Regions from separate parts of the Mus musculus genome. Here regions 1, 3, 4, 5, 6 and 7 are each linked to region 2. The links are chromatin contacts, called in public promoter capture Hi-C maps. All regions are on one chromosome and are shown on one strand. Each heading gives the region's core, a stretch centred on a gene start, on an enhancer-like site or on the middle of the called end of the contact. The rest is flanking DNA. Distances are from core to core; before and after follow the strand shown.

What was found. Promoter capture Hi-C pulls out the DNA fragments that hold promoters and counts their contacts.
Region 1: a contact with region 2 is called in a promoter capture Hi-C map of pre-B cells, with 2.9 times the contacts expected there. The contact joins the promoter of Rmnd5a here to the promoter of Serbp1 in region 2.
Region 3: a contact with region 2 is called in a promoter capture Hi-C map of pre-B cells. The contact joins the promoter of Rpia here to the promoter of Serbp1 in region 2. A contact is called at or near these places in 3 of 39 promoter capture datasets (cranial neural crest, pre-B cells and second pharyngeal arch cranial neural crest) and 3 of 484 Hi-C or Micro-C datasets (CD4 T cells, neutrophils and uterus).
Region 4: a promoter capture Hi-C map of pre-B cells shows a contact between it and region 2. The contact joins the promoter of Eif2ak3 here to the promoter of Serbp1 in region 2. A contact is called at or near these places in 4 of 39 promoter capture datasets (cranial neural crest, maxillary cranial neural crest, pre-B cells and 1 more).
Region 5: a promoter capture Hi-C map of liver shows a contact between it and region 2, with 4 times the contacts expected there. The contact joins the promoter of Thnsl2 here to the promoter of Serbp1 in region 2. A contact is called at or near these places in 2 of 39 promoter capture datasets (liver and pre-B cells).
Region 6: a promoter capture Hi-C map of pre-B cells shows a contact between it and region 2, with 3 times the contacts expected there. The contact joins the promoter of Kdm3a here to the promoter of Serbp1 in region 2. A contact is called at or near these places in 2 of 39 promoter capture datasets (cranial neural crest and pre-B cells).
Region 7: a promoter capture Hi-C map of pre-B cells shows a contact between it and region 2, with 4 times the contacts expected there. The contact joins the promoter of Krcc1 here to the promoter of Serbp1 in region 2. A contact is called at or near these places in 1 of 39 promoter capture datasets (pre-B cells) and 1 of 484 Hi-C or Micro-C datasets (pre-B cells).

Annotation. Positions count from the first base shown.
Region 1 is chr6:71,438,834-71,442,634 of GRCm38.p6, reverse strand. Rmnd5a (required for meiotic nuclear division 5 homolog A) reads left to right here and starts at 1,998. Exons shown (of 9, transcript NM_024288.2): 1 at 1,998-2,637. The coding sequence starts at 2,496.
Region 2 is chr6:67,265,559-67,269,095 of GRCm38.p6, reverse strand. It overlaps Serbp1 (serpine1 mRNA binding protein 1), which reads right to left and starts at 2,117. Exons shown (of 8, transcript NM_001113565.1): 1 at 1,687-2,117. The coding sequence starts at 1,999.
Region 3 is chr6:70,790,863-70,794,294 of GRCm38.p6, reverse strand. It overlaps Rpia (ribose 5-phosphate isomerase A), which reads left to right and starts at 2,120. Exons shown (of 9, transcript NM_009075.2): 1 at 2,120-2,409. The coding sequence starts at 2,146.
Region 4 is chr6:70,843,142-70,846,450 of GRCm38.p6, reverse strand. Eif2ak3 (eukaryotic translation initiation factor 2 alpha kinase 3) reads right to left here and starts at 1,936. Exons shown (of 17, transcript NM_010121.3): 1 at 1,430-1,936. The coding sequence starts at 1,725.
Region 5 is chr6:71,143,024-71,146,389 of GRCm38.p6, reverse strand. Thnsl2 (threonine synthase-like 2 (bacterial)) reads left to right here and starts at 2,010. Exons shown (of 9, transcript NM_001033929.2): 1 at 2,010-2,099.
Region 6 is chr6:71,630,642-71,634,183 of GRCm38.p6, reverse strand. It overlaps Kdm3a (lysine (K)-specific demethylase 3A), which reads left to right and starts at 1,267. Exons shown (of 27, transcript NM_001038695.3): 1 at 1,267-1,346; 2 at 1,605-1,687; 3 at 1,913-2,128. The coding sequence starts at 1,943.
Region 7 is chr6:71,270,333-71,273,966 of GRCm38.p6, reverse strand. Krcc1 (lysine-rich coiled-coil 1) reads right to left here and starts at 2,290. Exons shown (of 3, transcript NM_001354706.1): 1 at 2,127-2,290. Mir8112 (microRNA 8112) reads right to left here and starts at 2,296; the gene lies at 2,166-2,296.

The sequences.
Region 1 (3,801 bases), core at 749-3,248, 4.2 Mb before region 2:
GCGTGGTGGCGCACACCTTTAATCCCAGCACTTGGGAGGCAGAGGCAGTCGGATTTCTGAGTTCGAGGCCAGCCTGGTCTACAGAGTGAGTTCCAGGACAGCCAGGGCTACACAGAGAAACCCTGTCTCGAAAAAAAAAAAAAAAAAAAAAGAAAGAAAAAGAAAAAGAATAGCTCTTACATGCGCCAGGCATTATGTTGAAGGTCTTACATGGATTATCTCATTTATTTAGTTATTCAAACAACTTCTAGGAAAAAAAAGGGGAAGAAGAGAGAGAGAGAGAGAGAGAGAGAGAGAGAGAGAGAGAGAGAGAGAGAGAGTGTGGGTGTGACTGAAACTATCAAGGAGATCCTTGGTTCAAGGGGAAGAACAAGGTTTGTCTGTGCAGTGTGGCAGCTAAAGAAGGAAACAGCTTCAGAGGGGTCAAGTGAAGGTTGCTAAGTCAGGTCCACTCCATCCCCAAGCAGGAAGAACTAAAGTACAGCCAGGCAAGGACGCTCTAGACAGCAGTAAGATGATGCCAGGCACCCTCGGGCTTGTTTTACAAAGGAAGAGGGCCCTTTCTTCTTTTGGATGCCTGAGTATTTTCACAAAATGGATGGTAGCTAGAAAACCTTTTGAGGAGAATGGCAAGATTGATGGAGCTAAAAGGTTTTTTATTTTCGAGAAGTAGGAATCAGGGCCATCTGCCAAGAAAGAGGACTAAAAGCAAATGGCGTGATGAGGGACAGAAAGGAGCCCTGAAATACCATCAGCTGAACTTCCAAATATCCAGGACCACTAAAGGCCATCATATATAACCACCCGCCCACTAGCTGCCACATTATAAAAACGGAAATTGAACTTTAAAAAGGTTACCACCTGAATTAAAGGAAAAGAAAGACTGTCCACCAGGGTGCTGGCTGTGTTCTAGAAACAAACAGGCCACAACAAAAGGGGTTACCCTTCATAGTATTACTTAAGTGGTGCAACCAAAACAAGCAAAACTCCAAACAATTATTATTTTAGACTTTGACAAGTGATGTGTGAGAGAAAAAAAAAATTGTGCTGTAAGAGATACAATGAATTGATGGAGAAAATTCGGGGAGGCAGAGGTGATACAACCATGGTGGAAGTAGGAATGCTATGAGCAGGCAAGCAAGCTGGCAACTGCAGGCCCAGGAAGGCGGACTCTCCCAGGCCCAGGCTGTGAGGCAGGGACTTGACGAAAAGCTAGTAGGGTAGAAGCCTGGTGAGCAAGAGGGCACAGGCCAAGGCCAGAACCCCGTGGTAAACCAGGGCAAAAGCCCTACGCCAAGGTAAGGGCAAGGAGCAAGGGCCAGGTTGCTCAGCTCGCCCACGCGTGTTCGTGACCGCCGCCAAGATGCCCAGCACGTGGACAAGGCGACAGGGAAGGCCACTTGCAGGCCGAGGGGCGTCAAGAACGAGCCAACGCTGGGCGCGGGCCATCCCTCTAAGAGCTACCACCTTCCATCGGGTTAGTGACCCCGCCCGGGCCCTCCGCCACTAGGCGGCCAGACAGACATCCTTTGGCCCCGGAGGTGGGCCTCTCAGTCGAAACTCCGGCCAAAATTCCATGCGGAGAAAACACAAATTGCAATCAGGGCGAAATCCTGGAGAAAACAGCCCCGTTAATTGCTGTCATGTTTCCCCTCGCGGCTTCCCAGTAGAAGCGCCAAGCTCCGCTCTTCAAGCCAACCCCCCTCCAACAGCGAGCGCATTGGTTTGGCTCCTCAGTCTGGATTGGCTGAAGTTTTACGCCTCGGCCCAGGATTGGAGGATGTTTGTCTCGCTCCTAACCCCCGCGTCGATTGGTCACTCTTCTGCTTCTGGGCGGAGCATCCGGGGACGGTTTCCACCCTCTTGTTTACCGGCCGCGTAGTTGACGCTATCGCTAAAGTTCCCTGTTCAGCTGCGCGGGCCAATTGCGTCGCTCGCCCCGCCCTCGCCCCGCCCTCGCCGCGCTCCCTCACGGCCTCCCGCGTGGTACGGCCCACACCTTCAGAACGCCCGCGCGCCCTCCGCCCGTGCTCGCCCGCTGCTTCCCCCTGACCCCTCGCCGAGTCCGCGATTGGTACGGCCCGCGCCGCCTCCTCCGCTCGTGAGGGAGGCTCGACCCCCTCCCGGGCCGCGGCTATTGGTGCCGCCCGGGAGAACCAGGTCATCGGCCGGTTCCCGTGAAAACAAAAACAATCGGCGGCGCCGCCGAGGGGCGGCCGAACGCGGCGAGCCAGGGGGGCCCGGGGCGAGACGCGGCGCCGGGTAGGGCGGGCGAGCGAGCGCGAGCGGCGGGGCCGGGGCGCCATGGGGCGGGAGGGCACAGGCTGCGCGGGGCTCCCCCGGCGCCGCGGCTAGCGCGCCCGTCTTGCCTTCGCCTCCCGCGCCGCCCGCTCGCCGCCTTGGGGGAGGAGGAGCAGGACGCGGCCTCGGTGGGGCCCGGGCCGAACCACTGCGGACCCCCGGGCGCCGGGGAGCCGAGCGCCGCGGTCTCCGGCATGGATCAGTGCGTGACGGTGGAGCGCGAGCTGGAGAAGGTGCTGCACAAGTTCTCGGGCTACGGGCAGCTGTGCGAGCGGGGCCTGGAGGAGCTCATCGACTACACCGGCGGCCTCAAGCACGAGATCCTGCAGAGCCACGGTGAGGGCGGGCGCGTGGGCGCGCGGGGGTCGGGGCCCTGCGCTGCGTCTGCTGGTCCCCAGGCCGCGGCGACCCGCCCGGAAACGCGGTGGCCTGGGGCGGGGCTGGGGGTCTTGCGGGGTCCTGCGGGCCGCAGGTGTGCGAGTGATAACGAGGGTCTGCGCAGGACTTTGTCTAGTTTTCGGCCTCGCAGACTTTTCTCCCTGATGGTTCTTAGTTTAACGTTCTTAGCTGTGGGTTGGTTTCTACATCATCGGCTGCTGCAACTTCAGAGTTGGACTGATGTGGGCAGGCAGTTCTTCTAAACTCTTCCTAGGAAGCCGGCCGATTTAAACCATTCAGCGTCCCTGCTGTAGCCTCTGTACAGTCCGACCGGGCAGATGTCGAGTTGCTAGTTACTTACCTAGTCCAGTTTGTACTTGTTAATAATCCTTTCAGAAAACAGCTTTTCCGTAGAAGGTGTTTTGCCTACGTTATTTCATCAGTGGCCCTACGTCTTGTACCACAGATGCCAAGGCTAACTCTGAGAAAGAGTTTTGTGTTTTAAAAATAACACTAAAGGTCTGGTACCTTGGAGCCACAATGCTGACTCTTTCTGAATGAGAGATAAAGGACTTGTAATATTATGGATTTACTCAAGAGTCCGGGCCCTTGTCAGTTTTGTGGGCTGAACAGAAATTAAAGGGATATTTATTAGTCAGGGAGAAATGAGGATGTAGCAGGTGAGATTAAGGCAGTGTTAGCCCTGCCTCTCCTCTCCTTTCCTCTACACCTTTATTTCCCAAACACTTCAGTTGTGGGTGACTGCTCCTCCCTGGTAAAGGAGTCTGACAACTTCTGACACAGCTGTCACTTTGGAACGCTGTATAAATATATGCAAAACATGTTGATGGCTTCATGCGAAAAGATTATTTGACTGAATTGATGGTGATGGTATACTTGATGCTAACAGAATAAGGTGGGGTGTGAGAAAATCTGTTGAATTTTGACTCATGAGATTAAAGGGTTTGAATATATGTGAGGTGTATATATAATATATATATATATATATTACATATATACATACACACATATATGGATAGATATAGATATTCTTGGAATATATGTGAGCTAAAATTGGTTGTTTTCTTTTGCTTGTGGTGTTTTGAGGTAAAATCTCTCTGT
Region 2 (3,537 bases), core at 868-3,367:
TAAAATCAACTCTGGTTTTAAAGAGTGATCTAAGGGTTTGAGATGTGTAATGCAAAATTTTCCCCAGCAAGGACAAGGTTCTAAGTTCAATACCCAGTACAACCCATGGAAGACTTGGACGTAACTAAAAAAAAGGTTGACTACTATTGTGAAAAAGTTTTCTGAAGTAAATGACAAACGTAATCCTGGCTATAAATAAAAATGTCCTCCATTGATGACTTATGCTAGTTTACAGGCAAGATCATAAATTGGCTTTGTGATGAAAATTGAATAATTTAAAATCATGCTTCATGTTTTGACCATTTTTTGAGTTCATCTATGTGATGTGTTTTATTTACTCAACTTATTCATGTACTTCTGTGAATTACAGTCATAAAGGAGGTAAATTTTAGTAGTTTAAATAACACTATCTAGTGTCCCTAACACAGAAATTAAATGTCTTATTCAACTATGTAATGTCAAGAAGCTTAATCCGCTCAGTACTTCTGCCCAAGTGATGTTTTCTAACACTCCAGACTATGCTTCCAAATATATTAATAGAACTCTTCCCTTTTATAAATCTACTAGGAACTGGATGTTTTACTCTAAGCCTTCATTGAAAGACACCACCACCCCCAAAAAACTTCAAACCTAACACAATCTAATGAGAAACAATTCCTTTCATGAGCACGTGGCATTGAGAGGCACTTTAACATAATACCAATTTTAAAGATTCACAGGTTATTCTATATGTACTCGCTATTGATTTTTCACTTTTTTAGCCCCTAATTGCTTTGCCTTTTCATCCACAATAAGCCAGTAATGGAGAAGAATGCTAAAATCAAAACAACTATGAAACTTCTAGTGCCCTTGAAGAGACCATTAGCCGCCAATGAAGACCCGACCACGCTTTACGCACGTGCGGAGGAAAAGCTGCAGCCTGAGTTCTGCTGCCGGGACATGACAGGCTGGGCACTCATTTCGCCCACGAGGCCCAGAACAAGCAAAGCCCTATGACCTGGGGGCTCCAGGGAGTTAGTTGGAAGAAGAGATGGAGACATGAGATGGGTTCCACTAATGACCAGTTTTTTATTCGGAACTCCCTCTAAAATGAGTGGGGCTAAATTCTTCTCCTCTCCAACACTTTAGTTCTCGCCAGTAAGTTACAGGAACTTCTTCTAACGTAAGAGCGAAAGGGCACAACACAAAACACACACGTGGGACCCAAACAGCAACTCCTCCCTCCCTCCACTCTAACAGGGACCCCCAAACGGAGACGCAGCCCAAGTGGAAACTCTGAGCCCGGGCCTTTCCTTGAGGGTCCGCGCCATTGTGGGACAAGATGGCAGGGCAGGAGCCCACAGCAGGCAGCGGCAGCCAGGAGCCCGCCGGGCAGGAAGCAATGCCCGCGCTGCTTCCCGAGCGCCTAGAGCCAGGAGGCTAGCGCCCGGCAGGAATCGGCGGGAACGCCCGGGCCGCCCTCTCGGAGCACGCTCCGTCCGCCCGAGGCGGGAAGGAAGGCTCCCGCCGAGCCTGCGAGCGAGCAAGCGACCGAGAGAGCGGCGTGGACTTGGGACCAGCCACGTTCCCCGCACCGTGAAGGGGCTCCGAGGGCTCTGCGGCCCCGCCGCCTGCACGAGCAAGCGGCGGCGCACGCCCCCGTCCTGCCCGCCAGCCCGGGCTCCCCACCGCCTCGCCCGGCTTTACCTTCTTTCTTAAGCGCCACCGGCGGCTGCGTCTCCTCCTTTTTGTCGGCCACGCCGACGCTGGGGGGCAGCGGGTTCTTGCGGTCTTTCTGGGACTCTTTACGCAACTGTTTGCCCGCCGCGTTGGAGTTGGTCTGGGCCGCGGCCTGAGCCGCGCTCTTGGCCCCGGGGCCCCCAACGCCGCCCCCGCCGGCTTCTTTTTTCTTGTTCTCTGCTGCCTTCAGTACCTCGAAAGGGTCCGATTCGTCGTCAAATAGCTGGTCGAATCGGTTGGTGACCACGCAGCCGAAGCCTTCCTGTAGGTGCCCAGGCATGATGGTGGCTCGGCGGCGCGTTCCTCCACGGATTGCAGCGGACCGCGCCGAGCCAAAAGCGCCTGCTTCAGCTCTTCCCACAAGATGGCCGGGCCGAGAGAGGGGGGCCGCCTTCTCTTCCGGCGCCAAGCACACATCCGGGAGCGGCCTGCGCCGCACGGCACCATGGGGCCTGTAGGCCACAACTGATTAGCCCGGGATGGCTGTCTACTCCTGAACTTCAACTCCCAGCGTGCACTGCGCAGCAACTCTTCGCGCGCGCCTGAGAGGCGGGATCTCAAGGAAAGTGTGCAGCGTGCTCGCTGAAGGTGGGGAAGCGAGTACGGGGCGGAGTTCTGCCACCTGCTCTTGTCACCCTTAAACTCTCGGTCTTTAGATACCTCTGAGAACAGGAAAACGTGAGGGCGTCTTCTGCTCACGAAAGTGTTCTCTGTCTTTGGTTTCACTCATTCTGTCTCCGGCCAGGACTTTCCCCACCTTTCTGGGAGGGTCAAGGTGACTCCCAGACCTAGTAACTGGAGCCTCAAAAACTTCCGGGGGGTGGGGGGTGCCACAGTAGCCTCCGGTAGGTTGCGACCGCACGGCTGCTCGTCCCTGACTGTTGGATTTCTAGAGCTGTCCCTCCACCCTTCGTAACGAATCAAGGCAATTCGGTTTAATGTGGAACGGAGTTCCAGGGTTGAATCTGCGTGGCAGAAGGAATCCAAAAGAGGAGTTGAACTAATTGGGTTGCGCGCCTTTTCCGGTCATTGCAACCATGCTTTAAGAGCTGTTAAGTCCTGACTGCACAACTGCACGCTCGGCCATCCTCTAAAACAGTGTTTGTGGAAACGCTTTCTAGAATCAACGCGATAAATTGATCTGTCGGTATCTGGTCAGCGGTGTTAGTAAAATGTGCTCCAGAGCCTGGGGTGGTGGCGCATGCCTTTAATCTGAACACTTAGGAGGCAGAGTTCAAGGCTAACCAGGTCTACAGAGCAAGTTCCAGGACCGCAGGGATTTCATAAGAAAAAACCCTGTCTCCAGCTCCCCAAATGTGCTCAAGAGGAAATGTTTTATAGTACATTGGGTATTATGTGTGAAGGGAGGAAACTAATTTCGTAATTATATGCTAACTCTGACATTAGTTGGGAACCTTAAATCCCACTAAGACAATCCAGTGCCAATACACACTATAATTTTAAATCTTTTCCATTGATACATTATGTAATAGAAAACATACCTCAGGCAGCAGGTGCTACGAATGTTTCATCCTCACATCCTTTTAGATAAATAACTATCCCTTTCTCACAGGGATGAAACTGTCAGAATTGATAAAACTTACTAAGGTCACACTTAAGTGCTAGTGGCAATCTTCTAGCTGCACTATGAGACTGTTGACATCAATTCTGTAAACCAAGTTCTGTCCTGATAGAAATTACAACAAGTGCTGAAATTCCAATAACTAATCAAGTTTAAACAACCCTTTGAATCCGTCTCCTGGATCAACAGAATGAAAGGCAAAATGGGATTCCCATAGTAGTTTTCTGATCTCTACA
Region 3 (3,432 bases), core at 871-3,370, 3.5 Mb before region 2:
CTGATAGCCTGCACAGAGGATGAATGCTAAGCACAAAGTAAGTAAAGAATAAAGGATCGAGGAAAGACCTTCTGAACTAGTGGTGTAATCCTAGCTACATCCTAGCATATGGGCTGAAAGTTCAAGGGATGCCTGGGCTACGGAATGAGGCCAAGGCTGGATGGTCAGCTTAGTGAGACCCTGCTGCCAATGTCAGGGGGGCATGTGGCAGAGACCCAGCTTCACAGTGCTGAGTGACTGCAGGAGTCAGAGTTATTTCCAGAGACGTCTACTCTGGTGGATCCAGGATCCAAGTCATAGTTCAGTTTATTATAAAGGGGTTTTATTTCATATTTAAAGATGGGGTTAATATGAAGGGAGATACTATCTGTTTTGCAGCTTTATGTCAACTTGACACATGCTCGCCATCTGAGTGGAGGGAACCTCAGCTGAGAAAATGACTTCATAAGATCGTCCTGGAGGCAAGCCTGTAGGACATTTTCTTAATTAGTGATTGGTATGAGAGGACCCAGCCCATGGTGGGTGGGGCTCCATCTGTCCTGGTGGTTCTGGGTGTTGCAAGAAAGCAGGCTGAGTAAGCTGTGAGGAGCAGGCCGGTAAACAGCACCTCTGCCTCCAGGTTCCTGACACTGTTTCCCTCAGTGCACTGTGATTCAGGACATATAATCCAAATGAACCCTGCCCTCCCCAAGTTGCTTTTAGTCATGGTGTTTCATCACAGCAACAATAATAATTCTACGATACTACCCTTGTATGGATGTGGTCTCCTCAAGAGGGAGTCTCATGTAAGTGTCCAATCAATAGCGGCACACCTGATTATGGTGGGTCCTGAAGTTACATTTGTAATGGTGGCTGAAGAATTTTCTTCTTCTTTTTTTTTTTTTTTTTGGTAAAGGAGACTATCGAGTGGTTTCTGAGTGCCTTGGGCAGGATTACAGTCTGATAAAGATAAAACTCAGGTTATAAAAGTTGCAAAAAAGCATTGTGACCGGTCTTTATTGTTCCTAAGGGTTCCTGGAACATTCTAGCTCTTGGGGGTTGCTGGCACATGCCTTTTGCAGGCACACACCGTTAACCTCTGCTCTGGGGAAGGAAAGTCAGGCTGATCTCGGTGAGTTCAAGGGCATCTTGGTCTACAGAGTTCCTGGACAGCCATGGTTGCAAAGAGAGATCCTGTCTCAAAACACACAAACAAAACAACAAAAAGGACTTCCAGACCTATTTGGTGATGTAATCCCATATCAGGAAAAATGCTCCAAGTTCCAGGCCAGCCTGGACTGAACTCTACAGTGAGTTCAGGCCACTGGGACTGCTGAATGAGACCAAGAACTTGCAGCAAACTAAAGGCAGAAAAGGGGAAGCCCGATAAGGTACACTGGCCTGTGCGCTCGTGACCGGGCTCCATTTAGACACCCTGCATCCAATACCAAGAGCAGAACAATGTCCAAGGCGGGAGTTACTGATTGAACTTGTAACCTTGGGTTTGTGAAGGTCTAGCACAGACATCAGAAGACCTGGGAGTCCCAAGTGTGTCATCAATGAGTGACTCTAGAGCACTGTAAGAAGATGGCTCTGCCGGTAAAGTACTGACTGACACTACCAAGACGGTCAGATAACGGACTTCTGCAAGTTGTTCTTTGGCCTCCACAAGCACAACCTAAATAATACAATGTAATTAAAAGATTTTTTTTAAAAAAAGGCCGTTGTGTTGGTAGAACCACTTGCCTGAGGATTCGCTTACAACACAGCAACGTTCTCATTTGCTGGGCAAACAAGGTCAGGTTTTTAATAGTGTCTCTCTCTTTTTCTAGAATACGCGTACAGCCGGAAAGGTTCTTGGAGTTCACCTAAAGGTGTAAACACTTGACCCCAAGGTAGGGAGTTATTAGCTTCCTAGACAGCAGTTACCCGGACCTTCCGGACAGAAAGTCTGGAGTCAAGGCGGGCGATTTGCACACTAGGGTCGATCGTATTGTGGGACTTGTAGTCCCGAATGCAGAAGGGCCTAGGAACCACTGTCGCCGTAGGACTACATTTCCCAGCAACACGCATTTAGTAATACGCGCGGGGCAGGTTGCGCAAGCGAGCGGGTTTCCGGAGGAGTTGGGGGTGGGGCGGCCGGAGAGGCTGGAGCGAGGCGGCGGGATGCAGCGCCCCGGGCCCTTCAGCACCCTCTACGGGCGGGTCCTGGCCCCACTGCCCGGGCGGGCCGGGGGCGCGGCCTCGGGCGGGGGCGGGAACAACTGGGGCCTCTCGGGTTCCCACGTGCAGTTGCCGGGGCGTGCACATTCGGAGACCCGCGGCGACAAGGGAGGCTCGAGCGCGGGCGGCCCGGCCCCCTCCACGATGTCCAAGGCCGAGGAGGCTAAGAAGCTGGCGAGCCACACGGCGGTGGAGAACCACGTGAAGGTGGGCAGCTGGTGACGGCGTGATGGCTTCGTGCTGCGCGCCCAGGGCACTGCCAGGGTGCGCCTGACTCCTGAAAGGGCGAGGGTTGCGAGAGAGGGGAGAGGATGAGCCTTGTACCCGAATTCGCGCTGTTCTTCCCAACCCTTGAAAGGCCTTCTAGACCCCGAATGGGTGGGTGTCAACTCTTCCCCCAACTGGAGCCTTTTCTACAAAGATTCCCTGTCCGGCTGGAACTGGGTGCACAGTAGAGCCTGGCTGTGCTCTGTTTTAGAGTCTTGTCAGGCTGTTAATGCGTGCCTCCTAATCAGCCCATTGAAAATGGTGAGCCCCGAGGCTGCTGTTCTTCACTTCTCACTTACCGCGAAGCCAGCGGAGGGCTGTTTTGCAAAGTGTTTTGAAATTTTACTCCAAACAGGCTTTTCAGCTCCTCCCGCTGAGGAGCTAGAGTGCTGTCTTTACAAAGAAGCCATCAGGTTACTGTTGACAGGGCCGGGTGGCCAGACATCTGGAGGTGCTGCTTTTTAGGAGGGGTCCAGATGTTTTGAAGTTAGTAAGGCTGTGTCCACATTTGTTAAGTGGCTGGTGTGGTGCTCTGAGTGGACTCTTAGTGTAGGTGGGTTTGCTATCCCGTATGTAGCAGGTTAATTATCTTAATTGTATTACTTCTGTTGCCCTGTGGTGAAGTTTCCTGGTCTTGTTTTCTATTTCTTAGATCGCGTTATCAGAATCCGTATCTTCGTTAAAGGGAATTCTTTTCACTTGTTAAAGCTATGCTGCCCAAAGTTACTTTGCAAAGACACTGTTCTTAGAGCTTTATCTTCCTGCCTAGGGTGAGGGTGGCCTGAGTGGGCGGGGCCGGGTCTGATAACCTCAGGCTTGCCTGTTCTATAGAAGAACACCATTTTTGTTTCAGGCAGGGCTCTTATGCCCTTCTGTTCTAGGGTAGCTTTTTGCTCATCTAGTTAGCATAGGATTTTATACTTGAATTAAGAGGTGTGAGGTATGAATATGAATTTAAAATGT
Region 4 (3,309 bases), core at 687-3,186, 3.6 Mb before region 2:
AAATGGTCTCAATATAATTTCCAACCCCCATTCTTCTTGCTGTCTTAAGTCCACCATCTATCAGAATTCTACCCATTTTTAAGAACCAAATCATTCTGTCACAGCCATTTCTTATCTATAAACCTACCTCATCCCTTGCCTTACACAGCATACACCAGCAAACTGTGCATCACCCATGACAGTTCCTTTGTACTGCTTTCTACTGTTCATTTGAACCGCCCTACAGTTAGGACCTTCTGCTTCATCCCGATTGCTGGATTGACTGCGTATTCCTTCCAAGAGCAGAGGCTTCCTGCTCTACCTCCATAACCCCAGGGGTTCTGCTCAGCTTTAGAAAGTCCCTGCTGCTGCAGGTGTGTGTTCTAAGGAAAACAGAATAGTTCTCTCTACTTCGTGTAATTTACTCTTCACAGCTGTTTCACTCATCTAGGAGAGTTCATACATTCGCAAATAGATGAAATTGTATTCTTTATTACTTAAACATTCTTAAATATAACTATTCAAATGGTGTATGGAGAATTTTAGGGCTTGCCCTGTTTATTTCTGGTAATCACTGGGTACCTAGATCAAGGTTCTGATACTTTTTATAATCTATAACTACTATGTTACAAACTTAGATATGTTCTAATTTAGATGCAGCTCTTAATTTACCTAATGCTCTTTTAGCATTCTTTCTATTAAATAGTGCCACTTTCTCCACACATGCTATCTGAAAAATACTTTATTAAAGTATTTTACATTCTGTGCAGACTTTGAAAATTGCTTTAAAACTTGTCTCTTGAATTTGTATGTTTATAAGGCTAAGAAATCCAACTGAAATAAACTATGCTAACCCCCTTTAAATATCAAAAAGCTGCTAGGATAAAAGAACCCAAGCACACTCCTTAAACTTTAACCTCTAAGTGTGTTCGGAGCTCTTGAGAGTGCTTGTTCTTACCCAGAAAAGGTCTGGTTTAGTAAAACCGGGGCGGAGCCTAGAAAACTGTCCATTTAACCAGCATCCCCCTGGTAATTCTGATGCAGGTGTTCCCGCATATCTCAATTAGAGAAACAGAAAATCAAAACCCTCGACCAGGAGCCACAACAGACTTGTATTTGAAGGATAAATGTAGGCATCTCTTTTGAAAGTCGTTTTACCTGTCGCAACAGAATCAGGACAGAACGAGTCAAGTATTTGGGAATGGGAGTGTAAAGTGCATATGGTTAAAGCCCGAAAACAATGAAAGCGGGGAAGTGACTTTCTTCCCTAAGCCGGGTGTTGCATTCTCCAGGCATCCCTCATCCTCCTTTAAAGATGCTGTTGCCCTCCCACAGCCAGGACCAGGCAGGCGCTCAGAGTGGGACAGGAAGGTGTCGCGGCTCTCTGCTTTGTCCGCAGTCACTCGCATCCCTGCGAGAGGTGCCCCGACCCTAGTTCCCAACCTCTCACCTGCCGCGAGGCCGCAGTTCCACGTCGTCATCGGGCTCCGTCGCGCGTGACTCCGGTTCGCCAGCGGCAGCCGGCAATGCCTCGGCGTCCTCCACGGTCACTTCGGCCGTTGCCACCGCAGGCACCCGCGCGGCCGAAGTCGGGGCGGCCGCTGCCCCTAAGCCAAACACTGTCTCCGACGCGGGAGCAAGCAAACTGCGGGCGGGCGCGACCGCCGAGATCCCCGCCGCGCAGCCCAGCAGCAGGAACAGAAGCAGCAGCAGCGCGCGCGGCCCGGGCCGGGTGGCGCGCTCCATCAGCGGCCCGCCCCACGCGCGGGCATGGAGACCCTGCCGTCGGCGCCCGCCCGTCTCGCCGCTCGGAGCCTCGGAGCACTGCGAGCGCGCGCCACGGACCCCGCCGCCTCTCGACTTCGCGCCGCAGCAGCAGAGCTGCCCGGCCACGTCTCAGCCACTGCCACCTGAGTGACAGCCTTGTGCAGACATCGCCCATTGAGCGAGGGTTCCGTGCGTCTGCTCTGCGATTGGTTGCGCGCCTTGCCACTCCGAGCCAGGCAGACGCGTTCCTTGTTGTCAACATTATACCTACCAATCAAATTGTAGTTTTCCCTGTGGCAGTCCGGCCCTTTTCCGGGAACGACGGCCAATGAGAAATGCCCCTCCCCAGAGTCTTCTTAGGCGATTGGTGAATCATTTCAGTTCCCTAATGCCACTTCTGGAACGGATTGGTCCATTCCCTGATTGGCCTCGCCCCTCAAAGTGAGGCGCTGGGAAAAGCTTGGAGATTATTGGTGAAAGTGGATGCTCCTCAAAGGCCTGAGCTAACTGCTTCTTGATTGGTTGGAAGCGGCACTTAGTACGTGGCCGATTCTGAGTGTGAAGAGGACCGTCCCCTGTGAAAGGAAGAAGAGTGGAAAGGAGTCCCGGGTGGCCGGGAGGTGGCTGATCTTAAAGGGATAGATGCTTTTGCTATTCCCAAGCCGAATTTATTTGGAAAGAAGGGATGAGAGTTGGGGGAAAGTGACTGCACAGGTCATGTGTCCTTAGAAGTTCAGGAGTTGCCCAATTTGTGGCTAGGAAGGTATTAAGAATTACAATTACAGCTTTGATAGAGATGACAGTGATCTGTAGAACAGATAACCCAGAGCGCCCGGAACGCCTCTTAACCTGTTTATAAAGGAGGATCCCAGGCCTGGCGCACTTGAAGTAATCTGCACAAGGTCACACAGTCACAAAAATTTATTAAGTCTCCCGGTTGGTTTGGCATGCTTTACACTGCCCTCAGGAGAAATAGAACGACAACGACCAAAGTGGGGAAGGTTCAAATGTTTGACCAAAGCGTTTAAAATTCTCTTAAAGTAGTTGCGAATACCCTGAAGATTTCAGAGCTGGTGTGTGGAAGAGTAAGAAGTTGCATCCTTCAGCAGTGTACTCAGAACACCAACCAAACACTGGGAAGATTTTTAATGATGTTGGCAGTTTGTGTACGCTGGTCTCCATCTGCATGAAGCACACTTAATTTCCACTCAGCCCCAATCCCTATAAACCCATTTCTCCCTTTAGTTCTCACCACATTCCTTCTCTCTTCTGTACAACAAATCTCTAAAGCGCCTTGTCTTCCTGTCCTCTCTCATCTCACACACACTGCACAGGCATTAGTATTCCTCAGCTCCACCCAGATTGCTCTGATTCACTCACATGGTTTTAATAAATTCGAAGAGGAGTCCCGTTTTTCCTCCTAAGTGTCCTCCACTGTGGAACTCAGCCTTTCCTCTATGAGACATTTTGTCCCTTGTTTTCCTGCTTCCCTACAGGGCAGGATATGACCTTCAACTTACCCTGTGTTGCTTAGGATGAAAGCCAAGGACCGGAAGTTCTTGC
Region 5 (3,366 bases), core at 761-3,260, 3.9 Mb before region 2:
CATTTGAAATGTAAATAAATAAAATAAACAATAAAAAAGAATGCCTTAGTCAGAATATATTTTTATTTTTTATTATTTTATGTGTATGAGTGTTTTGCCTGCAGGTATGCTTGCATGCCTGATACTGATGGAGGTCGAAACAGGGAGTTAGGTCCCCTTCATCTAAAATTACAGATGGTTGTGAGCTGCCTCGTGGGTGTTGGAAACTGAACTCCAGAAGAGCAACCAGTGTTTTGAACTGCTCCCGTCTCCAGCTCTAGTCTGACTATTTGATATTATTACTGCATTTTAATAAATAGATGGATAGATAGATAGATAGATAGATAGATAGATAGATAGATAGATAAAAGACAAGAAAAATGGAAGAAACTCATTTATGGCTCCAATATAGAATATGAATACTACAGTTTACTGTGCAGCCTGCTCTCAAAGTCCAGCCTTCTTCCTGGAGTTCCTGTCTTGAACACCCCAGAGGCAGTAACCCCTAATGATTAACTTAGTTGTCTCCAGCCTTTAGCTCCTCTCCTTGGTGAGAAGTCAAAGTACACTTCACAGAAGAACTTTGGGCTCCCTCTGGGCCCCAGGGTGGTGCTGTCCTGTAGGCCTGCCTGAGCCAGGCAGGGAGGCTGTCCTTGGATGCGATTTCTTTGGGAACACTGTAACAAACACTGCTGACTTTTGTGAGTCCCAGTTTTCCTGGCTTCTGAATGGTTAAATGCACCTCATGGAAAGTACAGAAACACGTTGGAGAAGGTCCATGGCTGACCTGTATCCCTCAATAGGTTGGTGCCTCTGACCTCTGTCAACTCTATGGCAAGTCCCTGGCCCATTTTGTACTCAGAAGGCCTATCCCATATCCTGAGCAGGGACAGTCTCTCAGTGCCTTCTACCAGGAGACTGAGCTGGCTACTCAGGGGCAGCTTCACACACTGTTGCCTAGTGGATGGCCTGTGTAGGGGAGGACTAGACGGCAGGCAACTTGAATAAGCACAGGCCTCAGGAGGAGGAAGGAGACAGGCAAAGACCAGGCCAAGGCCAGGGCTAAGAATAAATCTTAGACTGTACTTGTCTGGTCCATCTTCAAACCTATGTTTATCTTGGAGCGTGAATGTAAATCCTGGGACATTTGATCATGTTTGGAGAAAAAAATACCCCAAATTCTTGCTTTTTTCCCTCCCTGAAAAATAAATTAGGGCCTGAGACTGCAGCTCCACTGGTAAGGTGCTTGCCGAGCCCACACAAAGTTCTGCTTCGATTCCCAGCATAAGCCGTTGGTAACACAAGTCTGTAATGTCAGCACTCAGGAGATGGAGATGGAAGATCGGGACTTCAAGATCATCCTTTACTGTATAACCAGCTTCCATGAAGAAGGGGGGAGAACATAGAGAAAAGGAAGGGGAGGGGGAAACTGAGTCAGACTTACGCTTCTATAGATAGTATTGTTCTATTAAGAATTTTTTAGCTAAATGATGCACCCATCTGGTGGATTTTAGCACAGGCTCTTGGATTTATGTAAACCAGAATCCTGAAAGCCAAAGGATGGAATGGTGGAAGGCTAAGTCCTTCTTCCCACATTGCCCTCTGATTTCTCATCTAAAAACAAAACAAAGCTTTTAATCCCAGCACTCGGTGGAGGAGTTAGGAAAGGGATGTGCAAAGACAGGCAGATCTCTTTGTGAGTTCAAGGCCAGCCTGCTCTACATACAATCTCCTGAGTGGCCAGAGCTACATAGAGACAGGTCTCTCAATAAGTAAACAAACAAATAAAAACAGAACAAAATGTCACCGTCTTTTATTCTATCGAGTCTCAGCGAAGATCATGAGTCTAAAAGAGAATCCAGAGTCTGAAAGGCACTCATTGAACACAAAGGCTAGTGTTCCGGTGTCTGCCTTGTCCCCCACCCGACCCCCCTACTCCTGTCTTCCAAGCTCTGTCTTCTACCCCTCCCCGAAGTCCCTTCTCCACTCCCCCTCCTCCGCCCTCTGTAGGAGCTCCTCCCCAGCTTTGGCTTTAAACTCAGAACCTCCGGCTCAGGGAAGTCAGAGCTGTGCGCGTCGCCCACTGGACTCGGGTCTCCAGGCAGCTCCGCGCCCCTACGGTAACCTCGCCCAGTTCTCTGCTGCGTGCCCCCCACCCCGCGCTCTCCACGGTGACACGTCAGATTTCTGGCTGCTGTCCTGGTCCCGTAGCTCAGCTTGGCTTCCGGGCCACCGTTTTAAAGCCAGCTGGGGCCTTAGGATGGCAGCAGCCCCAATAGCCCTAGCAGCCCGCGCGGGTGGAGGATTTCTCATGTTTTTCTCCTGCAGCCAGGGTTCGGCAGTGTGGGAGTAACCCGGAAACTCAGGACAGTGCGCTGTGTTCAGAGGGTAGGGATGGGGTCTTAGGGTTCGGCGAGCTCGCCAGCGGGTGTACACCGCCCGCCCTCCCAGGCCTTGCTTTAAACTCCAATCCAGGAGTAGTGATCTACCACTAGGGGCGAGACTCCATGCCTCCCCACCTCCGCTACCGCCGCGCCGAATCCCGCCCCAAAGGCGGGATTACTGTTATTATTTATCGTGGTTATTGCCCTGTCTCCGCTCTGGAATAAAATCCAGAAACGTTCCAAAAAGTAATTATCACAGTAAAGTACAGCGGAGATCTGAGTCCAGAGCCCTGACACAACAGTCTTAAAAAAAAAAAAAAAAAAAAAGTCGTTAGCTGTTTCTTGTAGCTTTTTCTGCGCTGTCCCTTGAAGTGATCTTTCAGAACCGACCGACAGCCCTTAATCCTGTGAGAAGCTTGGGACTGTTTGCTAATCAAGCCATCTTCTTATTCTGGCACATGCTTAGCTCAAGCCGGGCTTTCTTCACCTCTGTGCCTTGTTCATGTCTTTCTTGGGTTGCAGAATCCCCACCTCAGTGCCCGGGTATCATGTGGTCCATTCTACCGAGGACCAAGGACAGGGCTTTGGAAAAATGTTCCTCATAGCTCCACCTGCTTCTGCCCTGTCCCAGCACCCCCAGCCCTTTGATCAGTAGAACTCCCTGGCTGCATTTCCTTTAGTCAGGTCCAGAATCCTTATGCAGCAAGGATTTCAGGGCAGTTTGCTCTAACGTTGTTCACAGCATTCCAGAACTCCCTGCAGTTACTGAAGGCACTGCTAAGCCTTTGACCTCCTGGCCCTGCTTCTGCCTTCTGAGCAGCTGTGCCTATGTCCCATGTCATGGACTCCTATGTGGGCTGATTCCTGTGTCCCAGATTCCTAACGTCATTTCTGTTTATACCCATTGCCCAGCATTACATTATCCACCCTGGTTCTATTTGATAATATTCTTGGTTTCAGGCATGTCTAATGCATGTGACTGAGAATAGCTATGAATAGGGAG
Region 6 (3,542 bases), core at 18-2,517, 4.4 Mb before region 2:
TCCTTCATTCCATTTCCCACCTCTTAATGGTTTGAATATAATAAATCCAATTCAGTTTAATTCAACTTCAGCATTATTTAATCTTTAACATTCTGTTGTCATACATTCAAACCAAATATTTTTCAAAATAAACATCTGGTACTAATTTGCATTGTATAGCATTCCCTTATACATTTTGAATTTTTTCTGAATTCTCATTTTCACACTATTAAAACTAAATTTCCATTCATTTTATAATAAAGATTAAGTGTGATGTTAGATTAAGCACCAGGCTTCATAAAGAAGTCTTCAGTTATTCATTTCATTTTTTGATTCAACCAAGAATCCTCTGGTCCAAACCATAAAACCATCTTTTCTCTCCTTTGTCTTTCAAAGTCACCTCTTTCATTATCACTTTTATCATCAACTCCATCTACTTTCTCAATTTCTTTGTTGTTTCAAAAATCTTATATCCACTTTACATTTTCTTTTTAAAAAACCTACATCCCACATAGTTTTGAATAGATGGTTTGCCTCTAGATTTAATGAACATCGTTTTCCAGCAACTCAATGCCTTTCTTCATTTATCCTTCAAAATGGCGGACCTAGACAGTCATGATCAGTACCACGTGCGCCTGCGCCTCCAGCGGCCATTTCACCCATCAGCCCAAGCTCCAAGAGTCCGCCCCTTCTGGCGCGTGCGCAGGAGCCCCCAGAGCCTAGTCGCTCCTCCCCCTCTAACTGCGTACGCCTGAAACCGCACGTCCCAGTGCTGTCCCTCCCCCGCAGGCTGTGCACCGCCCCCGCCCCTTTCCCGTGAGATTCTTCCGCCTGGTGGAAGGTCGGTCTTCGCTCGACAGCCTACGCGCTTCAAGTGCAATCCAATAGGCGCTCATGATCCTGGGTCTCCCCATTCAGTCTTATCTGTGAGCCTGTGCGATTTTCTTTCTGGCCTCAAAGTCGATAACCGATTCGGCGGGACTTTTTTGCATAGCGCGAGGCAACAAATGGAAGAATGGAGCTGCGGCGGAGGGATCTACCGACCGCGTTCTGCGCGCTTTAATGGGGGATCGGCTTCGAGTCGTTGCTGAGAGCGGGGGGAAGGGAGGAGGCAGCCAAGGAATTGTTTTTTTTCCTCACCCCGCCCTCTTCAGCATAACCAATAGGAACGTAGAATTTCCTAGGCTGCCCCGCCTATCCCCCGCGACTCAACCAATCATCGGTGGCAGCGGCTCCGAGGGGGCGGGTCCGGGAGGCTGTGCGTGTCTTGTGAGAGAGAGCTCTTGAACCAAGTCAGAGCTAGAGTCGGCTGGGCGGCTGGGCTCTGTTGCCGCCGTCGTGGGTGACTCAGGGAGGCGGGAGGCGGGGTAAGCGCTCCGCGGGCCTCGGCTGCGGGAGACAGAGGGAGAAGGGTGAAGGACCCGCGCGGGCGGTCGCCGCGTCTTCTCGGTTCAAGGCTCAGGACGGGCGGGGGTGCGCCCGAGTCGGCGGCCCGGAAGCGGGGGGCGGGGGCGCGGCAAGTGTCGAGTCGCGAGCGAGTCCACGGCGGCTCCGAGGCCGCTCGGGGCGGGGATCGGTCGCTGAGACGGGCCCTAGGCACTAAGAGGGAGCCTTTTCTTTAACAGGGCGAGGGGACGAACACTTAGGCAAAAGCACTGGCGCCGCGGCTCAGTCCTCCCTTCTCTCTCTCAGTGTCCAGCTTTGAAAGGTTTGGAAAAAGCGAAAGTTGTTGGGGCGAGAGGGTCACGCGGCACTCGGGGGGGTGTTTGCGGGGGGGAGTGCTGGGGGGTTGGGGAGGCGCGGGTGGCAGCTTGGGGCGCGGAGTCCACCTGCGGGGGTGTCACTCCACCGGTCCCTGTCGGCGCTTCGTCTCTTCGGGCCGCCTCCGACCTCGGCCGCCCCCCATCGCATTTTGTTTTTGTGCCTTCTGCAGGGAGGAGCCCTTCCTGCTGGCGTGGAAACCATGGTGCTCACGCTCGGAGAAAGTTGGCCAGTATTGGTGGGGAAGCGATTCCTCAGTCTGTCCGCAGCCGAAGGCAACGAAGGCGGCCAGGACAACTGGGACTTGGAGCGCGTTGCCGAGTGGCCCTGGCTGTCGGGGACCATTCGAGCTGTTTCCCACACCGACGTTACTAAGAAAGACTTGAAGGTAAAAAACAAAAAGACTAAAACAAAATACAAAATCCCTAAACAAACAAACAAAACCGTCTTCTGGGGGCTGGGCAGTCAGACGGTTTTCAGTTACCTTGGTAACGGGACAGTTGAGCGCCCCTCCCTCCCTTTTCTGAAATGGGCCACTAGAAAGTTGGCAGGTGATCAGAAGGTACAGAACTCTAGACCGTGAAAGTCTTTGAAATGGGGTGTAGTGTCAAGGTGTGTTTGACCTAGAGCTCCAGTGGCCTGAGATTAATAATGGGTTTAGGATTGTTCAGACATGCTTCATTAATGCAGGCGCTGGGTCCCCTGGGACAGTCTGATTATGCCCCCAACGGGAGGCGTATTGTTTATTAGTAATAGGTTAAAGAAGTGGATGACAATTAGAATCATTGAAGGCTAGCTTGAAAGTGCTTTCAAAAAAGATGATTTCAGATGATGGTGTTCCTCTTTATTTCTTCATTCAACTTTTTAAACTTTACAACTTGGAAGTGAAGTGTGAATGTAAGGGAAGGAGCTTAGTTGTGTTTATCTATTTAGTTTTGTTTGGCTTGTTCTGGTGGTGGGTATTTGCTGAGGTATGGTTAGTGAGGCAGGAGTAGGTCCCCGGTTGTTAATGAGGATGGGTTGGTGTGGCTACAGCCATATATGGAAGCCTTGGGTGGAGCTGTCCCGTATAGGGTGTTTGAAAGGAAGGGGAGAAATGGAACTTGCATGACCAGTTAACACATTCTGGAACCTTTTTCACTTAGATCTTTTGAAAGGAATGAATCCTACTCTGTGATACAAATATTGGTGTGAAAAAATAGTAGGGAAATAACCAGTGAGGAAGCCATTGTGCCCACAAAGACTCCTTGTGCAAAAATCAGCTGAAAAAAGATTCCTAACAAAGGCTCCATAGTGATAATAACTTCCAGGAAGCTTGTCAGGACAGACTATTTCTACCCTGAGTAATGGACATGCCTCGGAATCTTCTGTGTTTTTGCCCTTTTCTTGAAAACTACTTAAAGGAAGCAGGTTTTAGCCATTGTCAGTTAAATGTTGATTTCTGAAACACTTCATTTAAGCTCAGGCTTGACAGTGCATGCCTACACCATCACGAGTCTTGAGAGGATCATTGGAAAAGGTTACTTGGTTATGTGTTTTCAGAGTTTCCACCATGTGCCTTGTCTACATGTTCTAAAAGTGACCACTGGGCACTTAACCACAGCAAGCATCATAGTGATCACTAACAAATATACTCTTATTTGGTCCTTAGAGCAGCACATTAGGCTACAAAGTACTGTTTGCTGTTGATCCCACGTTAACTTGTATCTAGGAAGACAGAGTTTTTAGTAGTCTATGGACCCCATCCTTAGAAATTAACATATCCAGGGAGTTTTCCTGCAGGGATGTCCCCCTTAGCCATC
Region 7 (3,634 bases), core at 1,041-3,540, 4.0 Mb before region 2:
ACACATCCTTGGTTGAGAAGCACTGGGCTAGTCCAATTACCCCATTCAGTAGATGACACAACCCAAGACCAAGTGTGGGACTTTCCCAGGGTCATCAAGACTCCCATCTCACTAGTCTCATTTTCACTAACTATAAGTGGTACAGCAGTTATTACTATATGGACTATCACTCTGTCTTTTGCACATATTAGAATCACTGGGGAAAAAAAGTGATGTGGAAACTGGCAGAAAGGTTGGTTTTGTTTTTTCCATGAAGAGTTGATTGTGATCTGACCATAGAACTAAAAAAATTGCATGTTGACACCTAAAAACTATTCTGGCATACTTGGTGACAGACAGAAATTTTAACACACACAAATTCAGATAAAAAATTTTCTCAGGATATTCTCGGTTGATTGAAGATACTTATTTGATTGTAATAAATTTTTATAACATTCTTACTACATGGAAGTGTTCATAAAAATGTTTTAAGGATACTATTTTACTCCTGTGCTACTTCTCCAAATTGTGAAAGGACATAAAATACAGATATCATGAAAAAAGTTACTTTTAGTGTTATATTTACAGGTATTATATATAGAAAAGGAATCTAAATTATCCTGTGATAGTCTGGCTTCCATTATCTTTCACACTGGAGACAAGGAGCAATATAAGGTAAAAGTACTAAAAATAGTTTTTCTGTTTCTTGGTGTTTTACTGAACTCTTCTGCAGTGGGGAATCAAATGCCACGATATAAAATTATTTCCAAAACTGCTTTAAAGATTTATCTCACAGGTGCAGGCTGTCTCAGGTGTGTAGTACCTATAACACACACACACACACATCTACTGGGGTAGTCTACAGCTTTTGTGTTTTGGTAAATGTGTTGGTGAGAATGTCAAAACTCTCCAAACCTCCATCCATAAAAAGCGACTTAAATCACAATTTAACACGGTGCCCAGTGTCAAGTGCCTGGGACACCCCTGCCACACTTTAAGGAAAAGCTCTGGCTGTCAGGTTTACTGTTTATTTTAGCCCTCAACAGATGACACGCCTCCGTGTTTGTGATGCTGGGGTCTAAGGAGTTCTACCCACAGTAGAGCTCACTCTTAAAAAGCTAACAAATTCTGCCCGGTCCCAGGCCATTTTTGTTTTTTTTCCTGAGGTAGTGTTTCACTCTATAGCTCGTGCTGGCTAGGAATTCTCATGTAGACCAGGATGGCCTCTGCCCCTCCACTGCTAGGGATTTAAGGCGCTCAGCACCACGCCCAACAAAGACTCTAACTATCCCCTCATTTTAAGCTTATTTCCCACAGCTCAGCGGTCTTTCAGAGTCTATAGAAGCAATTCTTTGAAATGTAACTGGGATGAAGGAGGCGCCTAACTTCCTAGTTCTCAGCCGGCAGAAGCAATGCCTAACCCTTGGGGAGTTTTCACCTCTCCTGTCTACTTCAGGCCTTCTCTCCTTACACTTTTTTTTAAAGGCCAAAGTCACTCGGAGCACTCCAGAACACAGCTCAGTTCTGCTCCTAGTCAGTAGGGTTGGAATAAAATCTTGCTTCTCGCCACTCTCACACTGGTCAAAAAATGCTAAAACTCGGGTTACTACGGTCAAGAGACGTCTGGACATTTTTTTCTAACTCGTCTTCCTGGCAATCCAGAAGCCTAGAAAAGCTTCGGGGTGATCCGTCCCCTCCACCTCACCTCTCCTCTTCCTTGAGGAAACCTGGAAGCTCCCACCCTCCTGTCCAGAGCTCCCTAATTCCCCACTCATGCCTGTCGCTAAGTGGCCTGCTGGGAAGTCTCCTGTCCACGCTCCTGCACCAAACCGAGGCTGCTCTCTCCCGGGGTCGCTGGAGGACGGGGATTCCTCACTGAACCCCCACTGCCCTCGGCTCGGCCGCCTCTTCTCCTAGCCCCCTCGGACCTCGGCTTCCTCGCCAGGCCGTGAGGTCCCTCGGCCATGGCGCCGCGGATGCTGAGGGGTTCTGAGGAGAGAGTCAGGCGCTCCGAGGGGGGCCGCGCCCGGCTCTCGTCGGCCATTTCGAAGGCGCGGCGGGGCGGGGCCGGGGCGCTCGGCCTTCACCAGGCCGCGGGAGTTGAGGGCTGGAGCTCGGGCCGCCCCCGCCGCCGGGCGGGAACTCACCTTCTCTGAGGCAGGGGCGGGCGTCTACAACTACTGTCCCCCTCCCCGCCAACAACGCCGGCCGGGGGTCAGAGGCTGCGGTGGAGGTGGCGGAGAGGCAGAGACACCGCTGCCGCCGCCGCCGCCTCCGCCGCAGAGCAGGCGGGGTGGGAGGGGGGGAGGAGGCGGAGACCTGACTTCCTGAGGGGAAGTCGCCGCCACCACCCGCGGCTGACTGGACAGCGCCAGCGCCATGGCGGCGGGGGCGCGCAGGTGCGCGTGCGCAGCAGGGCGGCCGAGCCCTCGGGAAATTTTCTAGCCCCGCCCTCCATGTGTGCTCCGCCCCTTCCCGCCATTTCGGACTAACCGGCTCTGTCCGTGTGGGTAGGAGCTTGGGTGTCGGTCCTTCTTGCCATTGGAGGAAAGAAACCTAGTGACGAGGTTCAGCCCGGAAGCCAAAGTGAGTCTGGAAATGTATGGATCCACCGGCCAAAATATCTAAGAAACGCACATCTGCCTTTCCTCTTTCTTGTGCTCTTATATTAAGACTAAATATTAAGCACCATCCCTGCTCATGGTACGTTGCTAGCTAGCATAGTCCATAAATTCCCTCTTAGATTATACACGTTCGTGCATAGTATTCCTCAAAGCACACACACGGTATGCTCACCATACACGCTCCTATTACATAGATACAACATCACACAGGTACTACTAAAGTATATTTTAGTTTTCTTTACATGGTCATTATTTTGTGTGGAGCGGAGTGAGGGTGGGGCTCCTTTTACCTTATGCACCCCAGAAGTCGAACTCAGCTTCTGGGGCTTGGCAGCACACCGACCCATGTGTAATAGGGTCTTACTTTAGCTCAGGCTGGTCCCAAGCATGGATTGAAGTAATCACTTAAAAACCTCAGATGGACTGAGAAGCCCAGAGTTGACTGTTGACTGCTGAAGCTTCTGATAAGGAGATCCACATACCAGACCCGCTAGCCTCTCCCACTTCCTGACTGCAGGGGAACTGACCTGCAAATGGAATCTTCCAACCCCAAAGCTCCCTCCCTCCGCCTCCCCCCCCCCCTTTCAGTCCTACAAAACCCAACCCCTTACTCCCCAACACGTGCCACTTGGGCATAGTCTCACTTCCCTGAGAGACTGCAGCCCTTCAGTTCTGATTAAAGATCAGTTCTGTTTCAGGAGATGTCTGTCTACCCTTCATTTCCACTCGCCTTCACCAATCCCTTTCTATCATCTCTCAGTCTCGCAAGGGCTGAAATTTAACGAGTGAGCCAGGAAGCTCCACTAGGGTCTTTGGTTTTTAAAGCCGAAGACTGCTTTACTCCCAGGCTGGCCTGGAATACAGGATCCTTCTACCTCAGACTCCCAAGTGCTGGAATTAGAAGCCCCTTCACCCACTGGACCATGTTAAAGGCCCTGCTTCCGGTTAATACTACACTACTGTGTAAGTCAACAGGCTGCACTTGCTTCCGTTGCCAAGCATTGCCACTCCCCGACTGCCTAATAAACTCC